Regions from separate parts of the Hordeum vulgare genome. Here region 2 is linked to region 1. A link is a contact called in public Hi-C data. All regions are on one chromosome and are shown on one strand. The core of a region is the stretch at or near the end of the contact, and the rest is flanking DNA. Distances in the headings are between cores, read along the strand shown. Region 1 holds the start of LOC123404320 (endoglucanase 7-like). Region 2 has its middle 85 kb from the start of LOC123403269.

Region 1 (6,467 bases), core at 2,020-4,519:
CAAATGTACTCATGCATGCATGTATCTACGGTCTGGGGACAAAATCGACAAAATTGACCCCTAAACGAAACAAATTCACAGACTGTACTACGTTCAAAATAAATTCACTCAGCTGACCCTTTTGTGTGGCGCCCGACAGTCGGACGTCACACTACACTATGTAACGCCTAGCATAATGATAGCCATTGACCTAGCTCTTAAAAGGTCAGCTGAGTGTACTGTGACGTCCGACTGTGTACGTGAAACTAGCGAAACAATGTACTGTGACGCCCGACTATCATAGTGTACTGTGACGCCCGACTGTCGGACGCCACACAAAAGGACTGAGTGAATTTATTTTAAACATAGTTCAGTTTATGAATTTGTTTCATTTAGGGCTCAATTCCCGGTCTGGGATGGTCGATGGCAATGGGTTCGAGCAGCCGGTGGAAGAAAAAGGAGGCGTCAAATCGCTGCAGCCGGGGAGTCACTGTCCGGCCACCGGGAAATGGATCGCTAGTTTCACGTACACGCACGAAAATAGGTGGAGGAAAAGACGTATGCTTGTATACTTAGTTTTTCTTTTCTTTCGAGAAAGCTTGTAGCTAGCTTCAGTAAAAAAAAATCAGCCTTGTATATTTGGTACATGTGGTGCAGCTTAATCAGCTCGTGCTAGTTTTGCTGATAATTGGCCCAAATAATTAGCTAGCTAGCGACCTGTTTTTGAGGAAAGGCCCCCGGATCTATTATAAAGTATCAACGGCAATACAAAGAACCAAAAAGAAATAGAAATTACATTCCAGTCCACGGGCACCAAATAGCTTCAAAAGCTGGCTGGATGACCTGCCGGATACGAGTGAGACAGCTTGACGTTCAATCTCCCGCGCCTGGCATCGGAGGTCAACTTTGAAAACCATCCAACGATGTACCAGGACGAGCCCTCAATGTTAGACGAGATGCTCGACCAGATTCAACCGTTGCACATCTCAACCAGCCCGACCTATTCGCAGTACGGCTCTGAGTCGGAATATGGGGTATTTTACAGCCTACGTGTTGGGAAACGTTGCATGGGAAACAAAAATTTTCCTACACGCACACAAGATTTATCCATGGTGATGACCATCTACGAGAGGGGAGAGTGCATCTACATACCCTTGTAGATCGTTAAGCAGAAGCGTATATAACACGGTTGATGTAGTTGTACGTCTTCGTGATCCAATCACGATGCGTCCCGCGATCTCATCATGATCCATCCCGCGATCTCATCGCGATTCGTCCCACGATCTCATCGCGATCCTTTCTGATCTAGTACCGAACGGACAGCACCTCCGCTTTCAGCACATGTACAGCTCGATGATGATCTCCGTCTTCTTGATCCAGCAAGAGGGGCGGAGAGTTAGATGAGTTCTCCAGCACGACGGCGTGGTGGTGGTGGTGGTGGTGAACTAATCCAGCAGGGCTTCGCCAAGCTCCACTTAACTAATCTAGAGGAGAAAATGACCTAGAGAGAGGGCATCACTTGGCGGCGGTGGCGGCTTCATGCGGGCAGTGGCTCGCGGCGCCCTGTTGGCCGGATGTAGTCCCTTTTGGGCCCGATCCTGGTCATGGCGGGCCAGCTAGGACTACGGCGACTGGCCTCCGGCGGGTCTGGCGAGGCTCCCCATGACGAGGATGGCGGTTACGGCACCGCGTTTGTTGCAGCGTGACGACGGGAGCTTCAGGGGCCCGAGCTAGGCCCGGCTGGGCACTTGACCTCGTCTGCTCCTGTTTGCGTCCGATCTTCTACTGTCTAAGGCGGTGGAGGATGTTCCCGCCCATGTCGCTATGGTACTGTCGGCCCTGTCTACGGTTGCTTTCTTTTGGTCTAGCCGGCCTCGCGGCGTTTGCCTTGATGAGATGGCCATGATGATCTCAAGACTATGCAAGCGCATGTTGGTGGGCGGCAAGTATGATGGAGCCAACGGTTGGTCTTGAGTGTGGGTGTGTGGGGATTGACGGAAATCGTTGTCGGTTCATGCCGGCACTAACGTGGTGATGCCGGCGGGCGTTGCCTCCCTTCTTGAAGGGTGTCGGGTGTACCCTCTCCCCACTCCTCTCCGTGTACCGGGAGAAATTCTAGGATCCGTTCGGACAGCAGCGTCGTCGTCACTATTCTTCATGAGGCCTTGTTTGGCACAAGTGGTTTTCAAGCCCCCAAGAAGGTGGGGATTCCAGGGGATTTGGTGAATCCCCCTCTTCCACCCAATTCCCTTGAATCCCCGTTGCACAAGTTTCACTAGTACTCCCTAGATGCTTCAAAACTCTGTGGATTGGGGGGATTTTGGTGGTTCGAAGGGGTTTGTACATCACAAACCCTTTGTACCAAATGAACTCATGGGGAATTTTGGGGTTTTCTGTCCCTGCGGGGATCATCCCTTCTGAACCCCTCCAACCCCCTTGTGTCAAACGAGGCCTGAAGGTGTTGCTTGGTGCACGACAATTCGTAGACATAGGAGTATGGTGGAATTCTCTGGAGGGCGTCGCACTTACGGAAAATCATCGTTTTTGTCAATCCGACGTTGTTGGCATTTGTTTCTCCTGTTTTTCTTTTTGTGTGTTCTTTTTTTTAGGCTTGAGTGTGTTATTTGTCCAACAATGGTATAACGGTTGTATTGGATGATTGCTATATTAATATAGCGAAACGGAAGTCTATTTCTAAAGACGCCTTGGTCAAAAACAGTAGTATGCCGACACAGTTTCTCAAAGACGTTCATACGAATAAGGTATACGCGTTTTTTTTTTTTTGAAAAAGAAACGAGTCATCCTTTTCATCAGACCGGTCGAGTGACCTTAGATACTTACCTGCTAAGATTTCACAGTGGAATGAAAACCTGTTACGGGCCACCGGCCGGCCGGTGGACCGGCGACTTGGCCCGAACGAACTACTACGCCGGTCTCACGCGCGTGCTTCGTCCATGTGTTGGTGCTCGGTGGTACGTGTCCGGCTGGCCCCAACCGATTCACGTGTACACGCGCGCGCGCGCTCTGAAAAAAGCACGTACATCCCCGGTCAAAATCTGCTCCGCTTGCGTGCGTCGTCGTTAACCCAAAACCCAACCCAACCCAATCATCTCAATCTCCCCCTGCCTCACCAAACAAATCGATACGATACAAATACAAAACCCGAACGAGTCCACCCCCCTCCAACTCCAAAAACGCGCCCAAAACGCAGCCGCGCTCGTTTCTTTCCTGCCTGCTCCTCTCTTCTCTTGCTATCCACCTCCTGAGTTTTATATTCCCCCCGTCCCGGCCCCGGCCCGGCCGCCGAACCAGTTCAACGCGCTGCGCGTGCGTGCGCCGGACCTGGACGCCGGCCGCGAATATAAGCGCGCCAAGCCACGCCCCTCAGGTTGGAGGACACTGCCCTGCTCGCCACACAGCCTAGCCCACAACGGCGGCAGAGATATATACGCAGATCATCACACACACACCAACACCTACGCTCGCACACAGGCTAAGCTAGCAGAGCCGGCAGAGGGCGCGCTCCGGGCGCATGCGAAGTTGCCAACGATCCGAGGAGCATCTTCTTGCGCCATGAGATCGGGGAGGGGCACCGCAGCCGCGGCATGTCTCCGGGCCGCGCTGCTGCTACCGGCGCTGCTGACGATGCTGATCGCGGCGGCGTCGTCTTCGGCGGCGGAGGGGGGCAAGAGCGGGAGCGGCAAGGCGCACAACTACGAGGAGGCGCTGCGGAAGAGCCTGGTCTACTTCGAGGCGCAGCGGTCGGGGCGGCTGCCGCACGGGCAGCGCGTGCCGTGGCGCGACCACTCGGGCCTCACCGACGGCCTGGAGCAAGGGGTGGACCTGGTGGGCGGCTACTACGACGCCGGCGACCACGTCAAGTTCGGCCTGCCCATGGCCTTCACCGTCACCATGCTGTCCTGGAGCATGATCGAGTACGGCGCCGACGTCGCGGCGGCCGGCGAGCTCGCGCACGCGCTCGAGGCCATCAAGTGGGGCACCGACTACTTCATCAAGGCGCACACGCAGCCCGACGAGCTGTGGGCCGAGGTACGTACCTACATGCCGACGAACGATCTCGTGTCACCTCGCCTCGGCTAGCTGTGTTCTTCCGTTCAGACACGATCGATCATGACCATGACATGCATATGCAAATGAGACCGACCAGTTCCAAGCCAAGCTAGCTGTTGCGCACGCAAGAAAGAGAGAGGGAGAGACCAATTCAATCATGCACACCTAGCTACCTTGTTGCACTTTGATCGATTACTTTTTTTTCATGAATTATGTTATAGATACCCTATATCTTTTTTCTGTAGAAAGATCGATTATATATTGTATATATAGGAGTATTTTCTGGTTGGGGAAGAAAAGAAAAAGGGGTTCTTTCTGGTGAATAACAACAAGCGTGTTAGGTAGGCGGCCAGTTTGATTTGATGAACGTACGTACGAACGAACGAACGAACGGCAGCACTAAACTATGCGTGTTTTTTTCTTTCTTCCACACATGGCGCGCATAGGTTTCAAAAAAGCTTTCGTCGGTCCATGCATCCGAACCGTCTGATCAGTTTCCTTTTTTATTTTTTGAGCTGGAAATAATCTCCTTTTACTTGCAACACAACAACAACAGGTGGGAGACGGCGACACGGATCACTACTGCTGGCAGCGGCCGGAGGACATGACGACGTCGCGGCAGGCGTACAAGGTCGACCGCGACCACCCGGGCTCCGACGTCGCCGGCGAGACGGCCGCCGCCATGGCCGCCGCCTCCATGGTCTTCCGCAAATCCAACCCGCACTACGCCCACCTCCTCCTCCACCACGCCCAGCAGGTACATACATACATACATACATACATACATACTCGACACACACACACACACACGTATACATTGACGTACGCGGTGCATGCAAGGTCCTATGTGGAAAAATGGAACGGAAAAAAATATCGGTGCAAGTTTGGAGCTTCGTGTAGCACCAGTCTGTCCGCGTACTGGATTTTGGAACATAGCGCGCGTATTGGTAGCTTTGGTCAAGGGGGGTGCCGGTCTTTTCATGGGCGGTGTTCTTTTCTTGTGCCGCACATGCCAAGTTGCCAACACCTCAACACGATCGACGTCGATCCATCGTAGGGGCTGGCTGCCGTGTGGGGCCGCCGGAACGCAACCTCTATCTGGTGGACGGGGGTCATGGGAAACTTTCCATTTGCTGCCTGCCTCCGGCCATGCATGTATATATGATTAGGTGGCCAGTTCAATCAATCACATGCTTAACTGGGAACATTATTAGGAAGCGGTCGTCGTGTCATCATCATGTGCTAATTGAACCGCTCCGTATTCACACCCACTGACCTGGCCACCCACCTGCTGCATGCTCTTCAAGCGTCAACTATAAAATGCGTCAATGAATGATACGATACGTATGCAACCTTAATTATCATTAGGGCTTTCTTAAATAATTTATGAACAAACCAAACTAACAGCGTTACAATCTTAGTTGTTGTTGGCTGATCATGTTTACTTTGGCTTTTTGTGAACGTGCGTGCAGTTGTTCGAGTTCGCGGACGGGTACAGGGGCCAATACGACAGCAGCATAGCGGAGGTGAAGAGCTACTACGCGTCGGTGAGCGGGTACAAGGACGAGCTGCTGTGGGCCGCCCTGTGGCTCCACCGCGCCACCGGCAAGGCCAGCTACCTCGACTACGTCGTCGACAACGCCCACGACTTCGGCGGCACCGGCTGGGCCATCACCGAGTTCAGCTGGGACGTCAAGTACGCCGGCGTCCAGATCCTCGCCGCAAGGGTACGTAAGCTATCATGCATGTGAAGGATCGATCACTAGACGGCCGGCCGGTCACTGACGAGGAGACCAAATGATTAATTAATTGCAGCTGCTGCTGAGGGGAGAGCACACGGCGGAGCAGAAGAGGACGCTGGAGCAGTACCAGGCCAAGGCGGAGCACTACGTGTGCGCGTGCCTGGGCCGGAACGCGGCCGGCGGCGAGGACGCCAACGTGGAGCGGAGCCCGGGAGGGATGCTCTACATCCGGCAGTGGAACAACATGCAGTACGTGACCAACGCGGCGTTCCTGCTCTCCACCTACGCCGACTACCTGGCGGGGGCCGGCGTGGGGACGGTGGCCTGCGCCGGCGGCGAGACGGCGGGCGCCGGCGAGGTGGCCGCGCTGGCCAGGGCGCAGGTGGACTACGTGCTGGGCAGCAACCCGAGGGGGGTGAGCTACCTCGTGGGGTACGGCGCCAAGTACCCCGCCAGGGTGCACCACCGCGCGGCATCCATCGTGCCCTACAAGCACAGCAAGCAGTTCATCGGGTGCACGCAGGGGTTCGACCACTGGTTCGGCCGCCGGAGCTCCAACCCCAACGTGCTCGTCGGCGCCATCGTCGGCGGGCCCGACCGGAGGGACAGGTTCAGGGACAACCGGGACAACTACATGCAGACGGAGGCGTGCACGTACAACACCGCGCCCATGGT
Region 2 (6,467 bases), core at 2,409-4,908, 550 kb before region 1:
GTTTGGTTATTAGCGGTTATAAACTATGGGTCCAAACCGGTTTCTATGCATTGGTTATATGCAATAATCAACGACGACCGAGAACGAGTATCTTTGATCCGCGTGCATGCTGTAAGCACTATGTAATTATGTATTACTAGTAAAGGGCCCGTGCGTTGCAACGGGACAAAGAAATGCGTGATCATTTTTTAAATCAGCAAACATTTTCTGAATGAAAAACTATTTAAAAAAAAGAAACTATCAAAACAGGCATTAGCTATTTCTAAATTTTTGGACATTTTTTAAATGCATTAACATATTTTGAATTACAAAGCATTTTGTTAAATGCTTTTAATATTTTTTAATACATGGAGTTTGATTTGAAATCATGGACTTTTCTTATGTTACAAACATTTTTCCAAACTTGCAAACATTTTTGACAAAAACTCCGAGCAGTTTTTGAAGTCACAAACATTTTATTTTTTAAAATATGTTGATTTGAAATTTTAAGTTTATTAAAAGTTTAAAGATTATTTGAAGTTATAAATTATTTAAAATAGAAAAATAAAATGGAACTGAAGATAAATAAATAAACGGAACTAAAAAACCGATGCCTATGCATCGGCCGGCCCATACGGTGTGCTGGATATTCTCTCAGGGTGCAGAGCGTAATATAGGAGGTTTTTACATGGGTCGGCCCAGTCCGAGATTTTTCGCTTTGTGAAACGTTTTTTATTACTTACCGGTGGCATGGTGGGTAATTTATGCAAACTTCAGGGGCAATTTTTATGACGTACCACAGAAGCAATAGGTGCTTTATTAATAGGTAAAGATGGGGAAACAACAGATGAAAATCGGAAGTATTTTCTTGTGCTTTCGCTAAGCAATTTGATTTTAATACACTTGTTAGTGAGCTTTTCAACCATGGGCGTGTTCTTTTTGCCTCTTACTATGTGTTGACTGTATCTCAAGGATTACTTTGTTTCTAAACCGTTGTAGATGCACTTATGCCTTTTCTATCTCATTTGTTTCTTAACATGTCAATTTATGTAATCATATGTACATTAAAGCAAACCCATGGTTATGTACTGGGTTTAAACCCACGGTTATGTTTTAGGTTTAAATTGGTTTGGGTGGAAAAAATAGTGGGCCTGGTTTTGGTTGGGCTAAAAATGACACTAAATGGGTATGGTTCAAGTATGGTTTTGATAGATAAATGAATGGGTATGGTTCAAGTATGGTTCAAGTATGAAACCATTCTCAGGTTTAGCCCTAATGCCTGCTTCAAGTGTTGTTGTGGGTGTACGCTAGTGACAAATTTCTGTGTTTTGACCTTTTTAGTAAAGTAAATCGAGATCTGACCTGTGGGTGTACGCTCCTGATAAAATTTCATGTTTTGACCTTTTTAGTAAGTAAATCAAGATACCATTTTTCCTATCATCGGACCATGACGGTAGGGTGTAACAATCTATCGCCAAGGTCCGTAGCGGTAGGAAAAGGGGTGACATCAATATAGTGCATTCCTACCACCAGAGATGCGCGCGATAGCATATAACCTTATCGCCAAGGTGCGTGCACGCACTACGTCGTGGGCTTTAACCCTACTGCCACGAACCTTGACGATGGGTTATTATACCGTCTGACGGTAGAAGAAAGATCAGATTTTGATTTTTCTACAAATGAAAATCATATCTCTCGATTTACTTTAAAAAAGTGCCTATTGACCAGCTCCACAGTTTTGAACGACGGCTCCACCGCTTCTGGACCGGAGTAGCGGAGTGGAGGGTTTCGAACACGCCTTTAGCCACGGCTGGTCGTAGCCCGCGGGGTCCTCGTTCTGTTCTGTGCGTGCTCAATGCTAAGCAAACAACGAAACAGGCGTGCAGGAGTGACTCGTCTCTTGCGTCTGACACATCATCTTTCTTCGACGGGAAATGAGAGAAGTTAGGTGATGGGTGCAGTAACACATCTTACACATCATTGATGGGTAACCCACGTACGACCGATCTTAATCACCGCATCTGCGAACTTGCGAGTACCGCACATATGACTGCATGCGCCTGTACGCCAATGTACAAAATCTTCCTCAGACAAGTACACGTGTAGAAAAGTCGACGCGTTTCCCGCTCCGCCTCTCTCCCTCTCTCCATGTACCAAGCGTACGCAAGTGGAGTACTATGGCATATGCATGCATGCATGCATGCGCACGACACCGGCCCTGCCTGCCCGCCTGCCCACGCAGGGGCCTGGTTAAGGTCAATGCCCAACCAGTGCTCCCGCGCTACGTATACCACAAACCTCATCTGCATACGGCGATGCCTCCGTCGATGAGTCGATCGGTCTCATCATGACATGCACGTAAATATGCCGATCGGCCGAAGCAGGAGAACGGCATGGAGAATGAAATGAGGTGGCGCCGTGCAGCGGCATCACATGAGAGCCTAGCCTTCCCGGCCTCGGCCTGCCTGACCAGACCACGGACGGCAGCACGCGGCGCAGTGGCGCAGGCCTGACTGCCTGCCTGCCCTTGCCGCTGGCCTCCATGCCAGCCCAGGTAGCCAGATCAAGGAGGAGCTTTTGCGCCGGTGGGGGAAAGCGGGCAGCAGCCCGTCGTCTCGTGGTCGCAAGCGCATCGGCGTCGGCGTTGGCATGGCATGGCATGGCATGCACTGGCGCGCAGGCAGGGTGAGGGCCTCCCAATCATGGCGACGGGTGGTGGCTGGGGGGCTGGCTTTATCGGTCCGGGCCGGGATAAAGAATTCGGGGGCGGATGGGGGGAAACGAAATCAATTGGGAGGTGGGACGAAGGCTTGTTAAAGAAGGGTTGAAGAAAAGAAATGGAGTTGGTGTGTCTGAACTCTGAACGGATGAATTTGTTGGTGTTGTTGCTTTGCTGATGGGGAGATTAAAAAAACTGCTGGGTGGGGCAGCGGGCGTGTCAGGGCTCAGAGACAAGCCTTTGTCAGCCTTGAGAAGCTGGCGCCATCATTTTGACCAGTCGACTATTTTAGTGCTGCTACACTATACTGTTTTTTTAGTACTGCTAATATACTGGCATGGATTATTTTGTTCTCTCAGAAGCCTTGATCGCATCCAATTGACTTGTGCGTTTCCTGTGCACAAATATACCTGGCAGCAACGTGTAAGAACGCTGGTTAAATGAGTGTAGTAGTACATTTTGTGGTGTTGTGACGGTAATCTTGAGCCAGGAGTCTCAGAGTCTGGACCCACAACGCTCATCAGTACGGCCTACCACGTTACTACTCCCTCTGTTCCTAAATATAAGACCTTTTAGATATTGCACTATGAACTACATACGGATGTACATAGACATATTTTAGAATATACATTTACTCATTTTATTTCGTATGTAGTCTCCTAGTGTAATTTCTAAAAGGTCTTATATTCTAAAACGGAGGGAGTAGTAGTTAATAGTAGCATCAATCAAGTTGGTGCTTGTACTACTGCTTCGCCGCAGTGCTTGTGTTGTTAGTATTAAAGGCTTATGTAGAGCAGCTAGCGCGTGCAGTTGACTCGCAAAGTTTTCAACCTTCCATCACCAAGGAGACAGTGTACCTGGCCAGTAGCGGAGCTGTGCCACAGCCTACCAGTGTACCGCGTCACAGCCATAGTGGTTAGTAGGATGGGTACAGTTCAATTTATTGCTTCCTTCGTACTCGCTCCCACATCGTGTCCCGGCTCCGCGTTGTATTAGTACTCTTTTAGGTCTCGCATGGGTGGTACTCCTACTGATCAGTACCCTTTCCCATTCTCCTTTCACCTCAATCAACCCTGAATTGGAATAAATTGTTGATCCAATAATCTGGTAAAACTCCCTTGGTCACAGGGTATGGCCAGTTGATCTTCTAAGCAAATCTGGCCAATTCCGCTCCAAATTTATTTTATTTGCGGTAACATGTAAGTAGTACTCCATTTTGTGAGTGATGGATCAATGGTGCGTGTGGAATGGTTGGAAGACACGACGGGTGGCTCGTGCGGCATATTGAGACGACCGGTCTTCGTTGGCAGTTTGGTATTGACCTTGTCGCATCATTGTTGAGTGTTCACCTAGACCGGTTCATCTCAACGTCGCGAGGAGGACGATTATCTCTACTCCTAATTAAGGAGTTGGTAGTGTGATATGTGATTTTTTTCATACGCAGATTTTTTTTTCGTTCGTTTTTTCATCCCACCTCCTACCATCTCCTTCCGCTGGTTTTCTTATGTATTGGTTCATTTTTCTATTCATTCTTTTCTTTCAAATCAACACTTTTCTAACATAAGAAAGAACATAAATTTAGACGCAGAGTTTCGTCTCCGGAGCTCATTTCAGCTCAGTGAACAGTAAAAACAAAATCAAAGAATTATGATTTTTTTTAAATCAACATTTACAAAAGTTTTAAGTGCGTGCAAAAATTTGGCATGAAATAACATTCTTACAAGGCGTGGCAAAAAAACAAAATTGACCGAATTTGGCACAGATTTGTTTTTAGCAAGTATATCACCATGATCATCATAAGTTTCATGAGTTTCATAAGTAGCATCATCAAATACTTGTGACATATCAGAACAAGGAGTAAGTGGTGGTGTCATAAGCTGATTCAAAACAGTAGGTGAATCAAAAGGAGAGCTAGATGACAGTTCCTTACCTCCCCTCGTCTTCGAGGGTATGATGTTGGTTCTAGTATCTTTTAGATTATTAATAGTGACAATTGGATATCCTGAAGTTAACAAAATAAATAGAGCTATGCTCCAAGGCAACATCGCCTGAAAATGTCTTGATAACCCACAAGTCTATGGGATCGCAAGAGTCTTCAGGGGTAGTATTACACCCTGGTTTATTGATTCGACACAAGGGAAGCACAAAATATTTATTAGTAATAGCAAGTGAGTTTCCAATTCAACCACACTTAGGATATCTCTCCACAACCGTAACAGTAACAACAGTAGTTTTGTAAAGATTATAACAGTAGCAACATCAATAGTAACTTAGCAAGATTCAGTATATGAAATGCATAGGCACATAGACCGATGCTGAATAATGATTTAGATGACATCAATCATGTAACAGTTACACACTAGAGCGACACCGAACTAGCTCCAATTCATCAATGTAATGTAGGCATGTATTTCGTATATAGTCATACGTGCTTGCGATAAGACCTTGCATGCCATCTTTTGTCCTACCCTCTTGTGGCAGTGTTGGAAATATGCCCTAGAGGCAATAATAAAATGGTTATTACCATATTTGCTTGTTCATGATAATCGTCTATTGTTCATGCTATAATTGTATTAACAGGAAATAGTAATACATGTGTGAATAAATAGATCACAATGTGTCCCTACCAAGCCTCTAGTTGGCTAGCTCGTTGATCAATAGATGATCATGGTTTCCTAATCATGGACATTAGATGTCATTGATAAAAGGATCACATCATTGGGAGAATGATGTGATGGACAAGACCCAATCCTAAGCATAGCACTAGATCGTGTTGTTCGTATGCTAAAGCTTTTCTAATGTCAAGTGTCTTTTCCTTCGACCGTGAGATTGTGCAACTCTCGGATACCGTAGGAGTGCTTTGGGTGTATCAAATGCCACAACGTAACTCGGTGACTATAAAGGTGCACTACGGGTAGCTCCGAAAGTGTCTGTTGGGTTGGTACGAATCAAGATCGGGATTTGTCACTCCGTGTAACGGAGAGGTATATCTGGGCCCACTCGGTAGAACATCATCATAAGCTCAATGTGACTAAGGAGTTAGTCACAGGATGACGTCCAATGGAACGAGTAAAGAGACTTACCGGTAACGAGATTGAACAAGGTATGGGTATACCGACGATCGAATCTCAGGCAAGTTCTATACCGACAGACAAAGGGAATTGTATACGGGATTGATTGAATCCTTGACATTGTGGTTCATCCGATAAGATCTTCGTGGAACATCTGGGAGCCACCATGGGTATCCAGATCCCGCTGATGGTTATTGGCCGGAGAGTGTCTCGGTCATGTCTGCATGCCTCCCGAACCCATAGGGTCTACACACTTAAGGTTCGATGACGCTAGGGTTATAGGGAATTGCTATACAAGGTTGCCGAAGGTTGTTCGGAGTCCCGGTTGACATCCCGGACGTCACTAGGAGCTCCGGAATGGTCCGGAGGTAAAGATTGATATATAGGATGGATGGGTTTGGACGCCGGAAATGTTTCGGGCACCACCGACAAAGTGCTGGGACCACCGGAAGGGTTCCGGAGGCCCACCGGGAGGGGCCACCAGCCCCAGGAGGCTACATGGGCCAAGTGTGAGAGGGAACCAGCCCCTGGGTGGGCTGGTGCGTCCCCCACACCCAGCCCAAGGCGCCTAGAGAGGGAAAGGGGGGGGGACCCTAAGTCTGGTGGGCCTAAGACCCACCAAGGGTGCGCCACCCCCCTCTCCCCCTCCTGACCGCCACCCCCCTCTCCCATCTTGGGCTGCCGCCCCCTTTAGGGTG

What was found. A called contact is a pair of places that touch in the nucleus more often than the background predicts.
Region 2: a Hi-C map of seedling shows a contact between it and region 1, with 2.5 times the contacts expected there. The contact joins the enhancer-like site here to the promoter of LOC123404320 in region 1. A contact is called at or near these places in 2 of 6 Hi-C or Micro-C datasets (leaf and seedling).

The regions. Positions count from the first base shown.
Region 1 is chr6H:511,231,247-511,237,713 of MorexV3_pseudomolecules_assembly, reverse strand. LOC123404320 (endoglucanase 7-like) reads left to right here and starts at 3,269. Exons shown (of 4, transcript XM_045098244.1): 1 at 3,269-4,029; 2 at 4,607-4,807; 3 at 5,523-5,777; 4 at 5,866-6,467. The coding sequence starts at 3,553.
Region 2 is chr6H:511,778,537-511,785,003 of MorexV3_pseudomolecules_assembly, reverse strand. No RefSeq gene overlaps it. Among protein-coding and RNA genes, the nearest start is that of LOC123403269, 85 kb to the left of the region's middle. Within about 2 kb of position 3,658, at least 3 of the 3 cell types and tissues checked have open chromatin away from gene starts, as enhancers often do. A contact at or near this core is called in leaf and seedling, where this site is marked.